Linked DNA regions of Sus scrofa: all the other regions are linked to region 3. Evidence: chromatin contacts called from public HiChIP or PLAC-seq data. All regions are on one chromosome and are shown on one strand. The core of a region is the stretch at or near the end of the contact, and the rest is flanking DNA. Distances in the headings are between cores, read along the strand shown.

Evidence for each region. HiChIP or PLAC-seq counts read pairs in DNA pulled down with a chosen protein or histone mark.
Region 1: an H3K27ac HiChIP or PLAC-seq map of alveolar macrophages shows a contact between it and region 3. The contact joins the promoter of TRAPPC10 here to the promoter of U2AF1 in region 3. A contact is called at or near these places in 1 of 5 promoter capture datasets (liver) and 1 of 2 datasets of contacts at active chromatin or transcription factors (alveolar macrophages).
Region 2: an H3K27ac HiChIP or PLAC-seq map of alveolar macrophages shows a contact between it and region 3, with 8 times the contacts expected there. The contact joins the promoter of C13H21orf2 here to the promoter of U2AF1 in region 3. A contact is called at or near these places in 3 of 5 promoter capture datasets (fetal liver, fetal skeletal muscle and liver), 5 of 47 Hi-C or Micro-C datasets (embryonic fibroblasts, fetal liver, liver and 2 more) and 1 of 2 datasets of contacts at active chromatin or transcription factors (alveolar macrophages).

The regions. Positions count from the first base shown.
Region 1 is chr13:206,934,647-206,937,730 of Sscrofa11.1, forward strand. TRAPPC10 (trafficking protein particle complex subunit 10) reads left to right here and starts at 1,665. Exons shown (of 23, transcript XM_021071078.1): 1 at 1,665-1,915. The coding sequence starts at 1,849.
Region 2 is chr13:207,203,230-207,206,207 of Sscrofa11.1, forward strand. It overlaps C13H21orf2 (protein C21orf2), which reads right to left and starts at 1,512. Exons shown (of 7, transcript XM_021071512.1): 1 at 1,333-1,512. The coding sequence starts at 1,409. LOC102158266 (a long non-coding RNA gene) reads left to right here and starts at 1,619. Exons shown (of 4, transcript XR_299372.3): 1 at 1,619-2,397; 2 at 2,563-2,760; 3 at 2,865-2,978.
Region 3 is chr13:206,256,374-206,259,350 of Sscrofa11.1, forward strand. It overlaps U2AF1 (splicing factor U2AF 35 kDa subunit), which reads right to left and starts at 1,324. Exons shown (of 8, transcript XM_021071048.1): 1 at 822-1,324. The coding sequence starts at 865.

The DNA.
Region 1 (3,084 bases), core at 415-2,914, 680 kb after region 3:
TTAGCTGGCAGTTCACTCTGACTTTTTATGGGCTTAGTTTTAAACTCTGTTAGGTTGGATCTGAGGACTGTCCACGGTGGCCCCGAACCCCTCCACCTTGGCAGGATTCAGTGTCCAAACTCTGTCTCTCTTGCAGACCTTGACACTCTGTTAAGGCCAGTGTAGCGGAGGCCATATTTTAGGGTAAAGGTCAGCAGTCTGTGACTCAATGCCACGTTTAGGCCACGCCCTGTTTCCACATGACCCTTCAGCTAAGAATGGCTTTTACATTTTAAAATTTAAAAAGCCAAAGAAAAATGTACGACCAAGACTGTATGTGGCCTGCAGAGCTAGAGCACTGATCTGGCCTCAACCTAGTGTCTCAGCTGAATGCCCTGGGTATTGAGAGCATCAACCAGGCTGTTCCTCTAGGCTGGCTGGGTCTCCAGCCTTTGTGCCATTCTTGACTCCACGACACCACTTCCTGTTAAGTCCTATGGAATCTCACCCAGCGAGTGCTGAGCCCAGCTGAAGCCAAAGGCTAAAGAGGACACCCCCACCCCGGATTTCTGGTCCTCCATCCTCAGCTCCTTCCCCGCCAGGGCTCTGTCTCACAGGCTCCAGCTGCCCTCAACTCTGACCTTTGCCTCTTACCCTGGCCACAGTGCACTATGCACATTCAGCAGCTGTGTTCACAAACAATTTCACTCGTGTTGCCTTTACTTCATTTGCAAAGGTTACCCCACACCTACTCTCCTTGCCTAAGACATGGAGGTGCAGCTAAAGTCGGATTGTGTTTTGTGGCGTTCCCAGGAGGTACCTACTCCCTGGGAGGCTCTGGGTGGCTAGGGGTGGGGAAGGGTTGGGACACAAGTCAGCGGCAGTCCCTTATTCGGGAACTTTAGTGTCACGGAGACAGGAAACTAGCCTTGTGGAAACTCAAGAGAGGTGCTTCCTTCCAACTATGGGGGGGACTTAGTGAAATTCGGCTGTCAGGCCAGCACAGAGGAGGAATCGTGGTGCGGGAGGGTCTTTGGTTGTACTGAGAAGTTGTATGCTCTCGTCCTTCTTCATGGAAACAACATTATTTCTTAAAACCAGTATAGCAAAACCAACAAACCAAGACCAAGGGTTCTGCAAAGGGTGTGACTGCCATTGAGCTCAGTGATGGGAATTAACCCGGTGTCTTCACTGACTCCCTGACTTGACCCAGGCCTCCGGCCTCCGGCCAAGTCACCAGGCTAGCTAATGGGCAACAGTCCCACACGGGCGATCCCACACGGGCGAGTCCCCTTGGTGTGGCCAGTGACCCCAGGGCGGGCGGTGCCCGTGTGCGCACGGGCTGACGGCGACCCCCGGGGCGTCCTCGGCGTCGGGCACTGGGGGCAGGGGTGGGGGAGTGGTGGGCAGTGCTCGTGGGCGCCCCGCGGCGCGTCCCGGCTGCCCCCCTCAAGCCAGCCCTGCCCGTCTGCCCGAGGGCGCCGGCCTGGGGGGAAGCTCCCCGCCGTGAAGCCCCCACGGCGCGGGACCCGCGCGGGCTTCGGCCGCCGAGGCGCAAAGGGAACCTCCGCCGAGACGCGCGCAGCCGCTGCCGCCTTTCCGTCGCCGGAGGGCGCCCGCGGGGCGGAAGGGCCGCCCCTTTCAGCCGCGCGCCCCGGAAGCGGTAGCGCCGCGCGCCGGCGCCGGAAGTGGATGCGGCGGGCGGCGGCGGCGGCGGCAGCGGCGACGGCGGGCGGCTGTGCAGCTGCCTCGCGCGGCCCGGCGGGCGTCGCTGTCGGGGCCGCGGCGTCTCTCAGCCTCGGGCTGGCCCCCCGCGGCCTCGGGCTGCCCATGGGGCGCGGGGGACCGGGCCGGTGACGCCGGACGCCCATGGACGCCCCTGAGGAGCCGCTGCCGCCGGTGATCTACACCATGGAGAACAAGCCCATCGTCACCTGTGAGTGCCCGGCAGCGCGGGAGGGGGCGGCGGCCGCGGCGGGCAGCCCGGCCCGGGTCCCCGACCCCTCGGCCCCCGCGGCCCGGCCCCCGCTCTCCTGGCCCGGTCGCTTCCTGGAATGGAGGTGTGGCCGGGGCGGCGGCGGCGGCGGCGGCGGGGCCTCTGAACCCGCAGGCGACCTTCGACCTCTCCGGGGCCGACCTCCGACCTCAGCGCGGACGCCCTCCCGGGTTGTCCCGCTGCAGGTGGACCGCGCCGGTGACGCGGTGCGCCCGGCATGGAGGGCGCGCCCCGTCCGGCCGCAGGCCAGGCAGCTCGCCCCGCGCCCGGGGCCCGTCCTGACTCCAGCGGAGACGATCTCCCCCCGGCGCACGGTGCCCCCGGTCCCGACGTGGGTTCTCTGGCTGCGAGCGTGGACGAAGTTTGCGTGCGGGCATCGTGTTGGAAGACGTGGGTTTGCACTTCAGTAAAGCGGTGGATAGTGGGACGCAGGGGTCCGTCGGAGCGCGGCACAGACGCACTTGCTGGGGCACGACGGCCCCGACGGCGAGGCGCTGCGAGCCGAGACCCGCTGCACGGGCGGCCTCCTTGGCTCTTCCCCGCAGGCCCCGCCGAGGCGCTGGTGCAGAGCAGAAACCCACTTTACCGACGAGGCCGTTAAGGTTGGGGCGCTCATCCACGCTCTGGACTGCTAGGTGGGTGGGTGTAGGGTTTTTAGGGTTTTGTTTGGGGGCTGCGTCTATGCCTGCCCAAAGGAATTGTTTTTCTTTTACGGAAAAAACTTCCTCTGATTCCTCCAGTTGTAGCTTTAGAATGAAATACTTTCACAAGCACTGAGCTTATGGCAAGCGTTGAAATATTGGCTGACATTTTAATGGTTTGCGGAGAGGTTTGTTGCACGGGTAGGATTTTTGACTTTTGACAGTGTTCTCATCTTCAGTGAGTTTTTTCAAATAGCCTTCCGTGCTTTGAAAGGAAGCAGTCTTCCTATAGCAAAATCTGGGCACTTAGGCCACAGTGGATCGTTCTGTAGGTTTTGACAACTCCTGTTTCTCCCCCCCCCCCTTTTTTTTGTGAATAGTGGATACTCCTTATGCCTCCTCTTGTCAAGTCCCTGAGAAATTGTATATTTAAAGTTTAAGTTTGTTGCTTTATCTTTAGCTGCTAAA
Region 2 (2,978 bases), core at 262-2,761, 950 kb after region 3:
GACACACTCTCACTTTGTTCAGGTTGCAGACAAATTCCAAAAACTAATGATAAACGGTAAGAGTCTGGGATTTCAATGACAAAGTAAAAGAAGGCTTTCTCGGATAACTGACAAAGGCGCCAAAAGCGAGTCCTGGTTGACTGTGGACAAAATGATTTGATCCTGAAGGGCTCCTTCTCGGATGAAGAAACGGCGGAGGCCACCCCATCTGAAGGACACGAAGACTTACTGGTTCTCAAGGCAGCTGCCCCGAGGGAGATAAACAAGGGCCTCTTTGTAAGAGGCCACTTCTGGGCCCAAACACGCGACTCGTGAACGCACTCAGCCTGAAATAGGGCCGTTGTTCCTCGCAGCTTCTGGAAGGATGACCTCGCCAAGCCCGACAACGCCACGCATTATTGAAAACAAACCACAGGGATGTTGTGGCCAAAACGCCAGATGTGCAGGGCAGAGAGAAAGGCTGTTTAATGAACAGGCAGAGCTCCGCAGTCAATGTGCTGCATTGGCTGGAGGGCGGCTGCCTCTGGCCGAGTGCCCAGCCGCACCTGAACTGTCCAGGGTACAGACTTGGGAGACGTGCTCGGAATCCCCAGCGAACACGTGTAGACCTTTCAGGAGTTTCAGAAGCACTTCGGGTCCTGCCTTGGCTCTGCGAGGGCTGGCTGCCTTGCCTTTGAGCCGACACCGACCCCACAGCACCTGTATCTCTCCTGTCTCGTGGGGACCGCCCCTCCCCCCAGGGCTCAATCACAAAAATGTTTGCTGAAGCTTCTCTCTGGGGTCCCAGTTTCCTTTCTTTCCCCTGGAAAAGGTGTTAATTCCCATGATCTCCCACCTCATCAGGCCTGGCTCCCAGGGGCTGCTGCCCATGTCAGAAATGAGACCTGTCCATGGAGGGAACTGTCGGCCCCACTGCAGCTCTCTACAGCCCAACAGCTTCTCCCAGGTAACTCCCTCCAATTGTTTCCAGCAAGGAGTGCAGGTTTGGAGCTTTGCATGAGACACCACCACTCACTCAGGAGGGGTGAACGTTCTGGAATGATCTTTGCCAAAGGCCGCCTGGGCCAATGGCAGCAACTCCCACATCCTGTGAGCCCCCAGGACCCAGCAACGGCCAGGAAGGTGAGGCCGGAGGTACCCCCGTCCCTGAAATCCTCGGCATCCTTCCCAGGCCCTTCTCGGCTGTGCCCCGGAGCAGAGATGCGGGGCGGGGGTCCTCGCTCCAGGGCGGAGGTGCTGGGCTGGGGTCTCTGTTTTCCGATAGCTCTGCCCTAGGGCTGGGTTCCCGGGGAGAGGGTGCCGGACAGGGGGGAGGACGGCCTCCGGCCTCACCAGCAGTTGAGCTTCCGCACGTTGTGCAGCTCCGAGGCCTTGGCCCGGGACAGGACCATCTTCCGCGTCAGCTTCATGGCGGCGGCCGCAGGACCCCAGACCCCGGCAGAGCTCTCGAACCGCTCGCTAACCCGAGGTGGTCGGCCCCGCCGCGGCGCGTTTCCAGGGGGCGGGGCCTATGTCGCCAGGGGCGGGTCCAGAGAGCCCATTGGCCGCCGGCGAGGGGGCGGGTCAGCGCGAGCGCAGTGGGCCGCCCGGGCTTCCTCTTCGCGCTTTGGCTCCGCCCCCCGCCCGCTCCGCCCTGCCCCGGCGGCGCGCCGCCGGTCTTGCGCCTGCGCAGAGTGGGAGGCCAGGCTCTGACGTCATCCTTCCGCGCCGGGGTTGGGGACCCACCGCCCTCGCCGAGCGTCAAGGGGGTGGGCTCTTAACTGCCCCGGGTTACAAAGAGTTAAAGAGTTGAAAGGACTTGTCCTGACCCCTTCGTCTCGGCACTTACGGAAGGAGGCAGGTGCCGAAGATACCGGCCAGCCCGAAGGGAGCCCTCACGGCACTTGAATGCTTTAGAAGTCAAGTTCTTTGGGCTGCCTGCAGAGGGCGCTAGGACAGGGATCCAGGATCTCAGACTGCTGGGGGGACGAGACCGAGACCGGCCTCCTCTGGGACCTCGTCCCCACGGCCCCGGTCCCGGCTTCGGCCCGCCCAGCCCGGTCTCAGCAAAGATCCTGCTGGTCACCCCAGCCCATCTCCGATCACCCCGGACACCTGATGCGTTCTTCGTCCCCCCTCTCCCGCGGAATCTAGTCCGTGACTCAGTCCCCTACCCGTCACGTCTCTCAGGAGCTTTCCACCCACTGGCCTCTCATGCGCCTTGGCCATAAATCCCCCGTCTTTGTTGAATTGGAGTTGAGCGCTCTCTTTCTCCTCTCACTGCAATAATTTTGAATAACGCTTTTACCAACTGGTCAGAATCATCGTTTTCTTTCACAGAGGTCAGCGATGGCTTTCTCAGAGTCACCTCCGAAGCCCAGGGCTGTGGAGGATCTCCCTGTTGGAGGGACCTCTGTGGTGAGGAGGGGTCATGATTCAGTGGGGACAGTGGGATTTTGCTGCAGGATCTCCCATCCCATCCAACACCGCCATTGTCCTTAGGAAGACCACAGGGAATTCTAAAAAGAGAAGCATTCGCACCGTAGTTTAACAACTGCTGCATTTTCTTTTTTTTCATTTTAGAAACCGTTGACGTTCCATCCACCCATTTTTATTTTAAGAGTTTGTGGAAGAACTCAAGACCCCTCAGTGGCTGTTCCTACCCACTTGGTGGCCTGAGCAGTGGGAGCTGCAGCCCAGTCTTCAGTGGCAGGCTAAGCATTCAGAATCTAGTATAGGGAACGGCCGGATGGGCACGGAGGCACCCACCTGCCACCACAGGTGAGTAGCGGTGACCTGGGGCTGCAGCGGCCCATTCACCCTGAAATGCCTCCTTGGTCGCAGGCTTCTCAGCTGCTCTTGCTCCTCCTCTCCCGTCTCTTCAGGATCTCTCTAGAAGCAGAGGTCAGGCGTGGCCTCCCGTGGGCGTGCACGGGAGATGGTGCCACGCAGGCACGCGCAGAACCTCCCGGGGGACCATCCACCACGTCAGACCCACG
Region 3 (2,977 bases), core at 74-2,573:
ACATTCGCATAAGCCTCGTACAGCCTTGAAGGATCCCGAGATGTGAACCACTTACCCAAAGAATAAAATAAGCTTAGTCTTTAGGTTTGCGAACTAACAATTATCCTCCAAAGTGTCTGAAAACATTCCCCTTAGTCTAAACTTTGCATTGGAAATTCATACGTGGCAAAGTCAAAAATATTTTAAAAACTTCAGGCTAGCCATCGCTTAGGGAAGACACACAACCTTAAAAAAGAAAAAACTCTCTACCTCGTTCTTATGTTGGAATTGCATTTTCAAGTGTTCTAGAAGCAGATTGTGCCTCTTAGGCTAGTTAACCGTAATCTCATCAAACGTCCTTACGATCAGCCCAGATCATCGATTAAGCACAGAGGAGCCTTATTAAGTGGATAAAACCCCAACGGTTCGGACCCTAAGTTACCAGACGATTTAACTCGGGCGAGGTCTGTACTACGGCTTGCCCGACGCGACCTCAAAAGCTGAAAGTTGCGGGGATTGGCAACGCTGACAACTTCAGCGCAACTCGGACGGCTCCGGAGACCCGGGGGCGCGGGGGCCCCGTCGCCGGTAGGTGGGCCGCCGAGGCGCCCCGGGCGGGAGCAGCCGCGCCGCCCGAGCGGAAGCCCGCCGCCCGCCCGGGCCCGTCGCCCGCCCGCTCGGGCGCACGAGGCGGCGGCGCGGCTCCCGAGGCCGGAAGGGCCGCCGCTCCCCTCCCCCGCCGGCCCGCCGGGCCTCCCGCCGCCTCCCAGGCCCCGAGGCCGAGCCCGCTCGCGCGCCGCCCGCCCCCGCGGCCCGAAACCCGGCGGCCGGTTCCCACTCACTTGTCTTTCTCGGTGCCGAAGATGGAGGCCAAGTACTCCGCCATTTCCCACCCGCCGCCGCCGCCGCCGCCACCGCCGCCGACGACCCCGCCCGACGCCCGCGGGAGACGTCACCCGGACGCGACGACGCTCGCTCCGCCCCGACGGCGCGGGGGTCGCTGCCCAATCCGAAGAGGCGCTGCCTGCGCGTGGGCGGGACTTGGCGGGCACGGGAGGTGCCGCCCGCCAGCGCCCCCTTCCGGCACTCCCCCTGCCCCGCACCCGCGCTTCCAGCTCCGCCGGCCCGCGCTCCCAGCGCCCTGGGCCCAGGCCGAGGTCCCCGACCCCGCCGGCGCCCCCGGAGGGCCCGGGGAAGCCGAGCACGCAAACGGCGGTCGGGAGGCGGCGGGTAGGGGCTTCTCCACGCAGTCCCCGGGGCTAGGCCCGGGGCGCGCGTGCCCCGCTTGGGCGGGTTCTGCGGAGCTCTGCGAGGTGCAGGCTCCCCTTCCTCGTACTTTCGCTGTGGGACAACCCCGCCCTCACCGCCTTTCGAGCCCTTCCTCCGGGAAGATCCCCCGCTCCTCCAGCGCCCTCGTGGGTTGGAACGGAGCCGGGGTGGCCCAACGCCGCGGGCCCCGGGAAATGCGCCGCTAGGGCCTGGGCCCGACCGGGAAAAGCCTGGCGGGTTCGGAGGCTCCGATCGCCCAGGAGGCCGACTGCGCGAGACCCACTGCAAAAACCAGGGGCGGCTCTGCTTTAGGGACGTCTAGTAGCTCCCGGCGCGTAAACCCTAAAAGCCCCGGAAGAGCCTCGGCGCGGGGAAGCTCCGGGGAGAGGGGCCGGGCAGAGCTGAGCACGAGGTTACAGACCCACGGGGGCGCCGGACCCTTCCCCCAGAGCTATCCATCTCCGGTTACCCTAGTTTGTTCTGTTTAGGGCAGTTCCTTTCCACCCACCGTTTCCCCCACCTTGCCTTTTTTCATGTAACCTTACATCCTGGAGGTGGCTCCGAAGGACTACGTGGTCATGTCCTGACCGCTTTTGTGGCTCCACTGTGTGGTGGTGAATCGCTTATTCAACCAGTCCCCTGTGGATGGGCACATGGATTGTTGCCAGTCTCACTTTTACTAGCAATCCTACACCAAGTGCCCTCCTGCGGGCTTCTTTCTGTTTGGGGGGCAGATGGACACTTGTTGTATTTGCTCCGCCAGCGCTGCAATCTCAGGGGTTCCCATGTAAACTGAAGAAGCAGCATGGACGTTTATTCCTAGAGGAGGACTACACAAACATTGTTTTTCTAGCAGAAATGTTTACTATTTTGGTGGTCTCTAGGGTGTTAAAATTTGGTATAAGACACATTTGAGAGTGATTTTCATGCTAAGGGCAAATGGTGATCAGACGCTCGTTGAGCCCCAGAGTGGTTCCGAGGACCCTGGACGTCCTTGTGGTTTGAGAATCTCTGTTTATGTAGTGGGTGTCATAGCAGCGGCTGTGATCCTATTTGTACTGTTGGGAAGGGGGACCTTTTCCCCTCTGCTTGTCTTGGGTTCTTGTGGCTGGACCTACAGTAAAACTGACACTGGACGGATGAGCAGGAGTTTCCCTGTGGCACAGCTGGTTAAGGGTCTCGCGTTATCATTTGCTGTGGCCTGGGTTCACTCCCTAGTGGGGAAACTTCCGCATGCCTGGGGGGTGAGGCCAAAAATAAATAAACAGGAGAAAAAGAAACTTTCTAATTCATGCTTGCATGGAGGTTGCATAGAAATGGGACCTGAGAAGCGGCCAAAGCAGGCAGCTTTTATACATTTTAGATAAAGAAATGGTGAAATTGTGAGGAATTGACAGGACAAAAAGCTCCTGTTGGGGTTCCAGTTAAAGAAGCAGCATAGTTTGTTTATATGAATCTTCTTGCCCCCAAGTCCCCATCTCTGACCACAAGGGGAGTCCGTCTACCTCCAGATGCAGGGAGGGCCTCTTTCTTGTGAGGTTTTATTTCCACCTCTCGGGGGACAGAAGGACGCTTGCCTTGGTCATTTCTTAAGTACTTTAATTCAAAAAAATCGGGAGTTCCCGTCGTGGTGCAGTGGTTAACGAATCCGACTAGGAACCATGAGGTTGCGGGTTCGGTCCCTGCCCTTGCACAGTGGGTTAAGGATCTGGCGTTGCCGTGAGCTGTG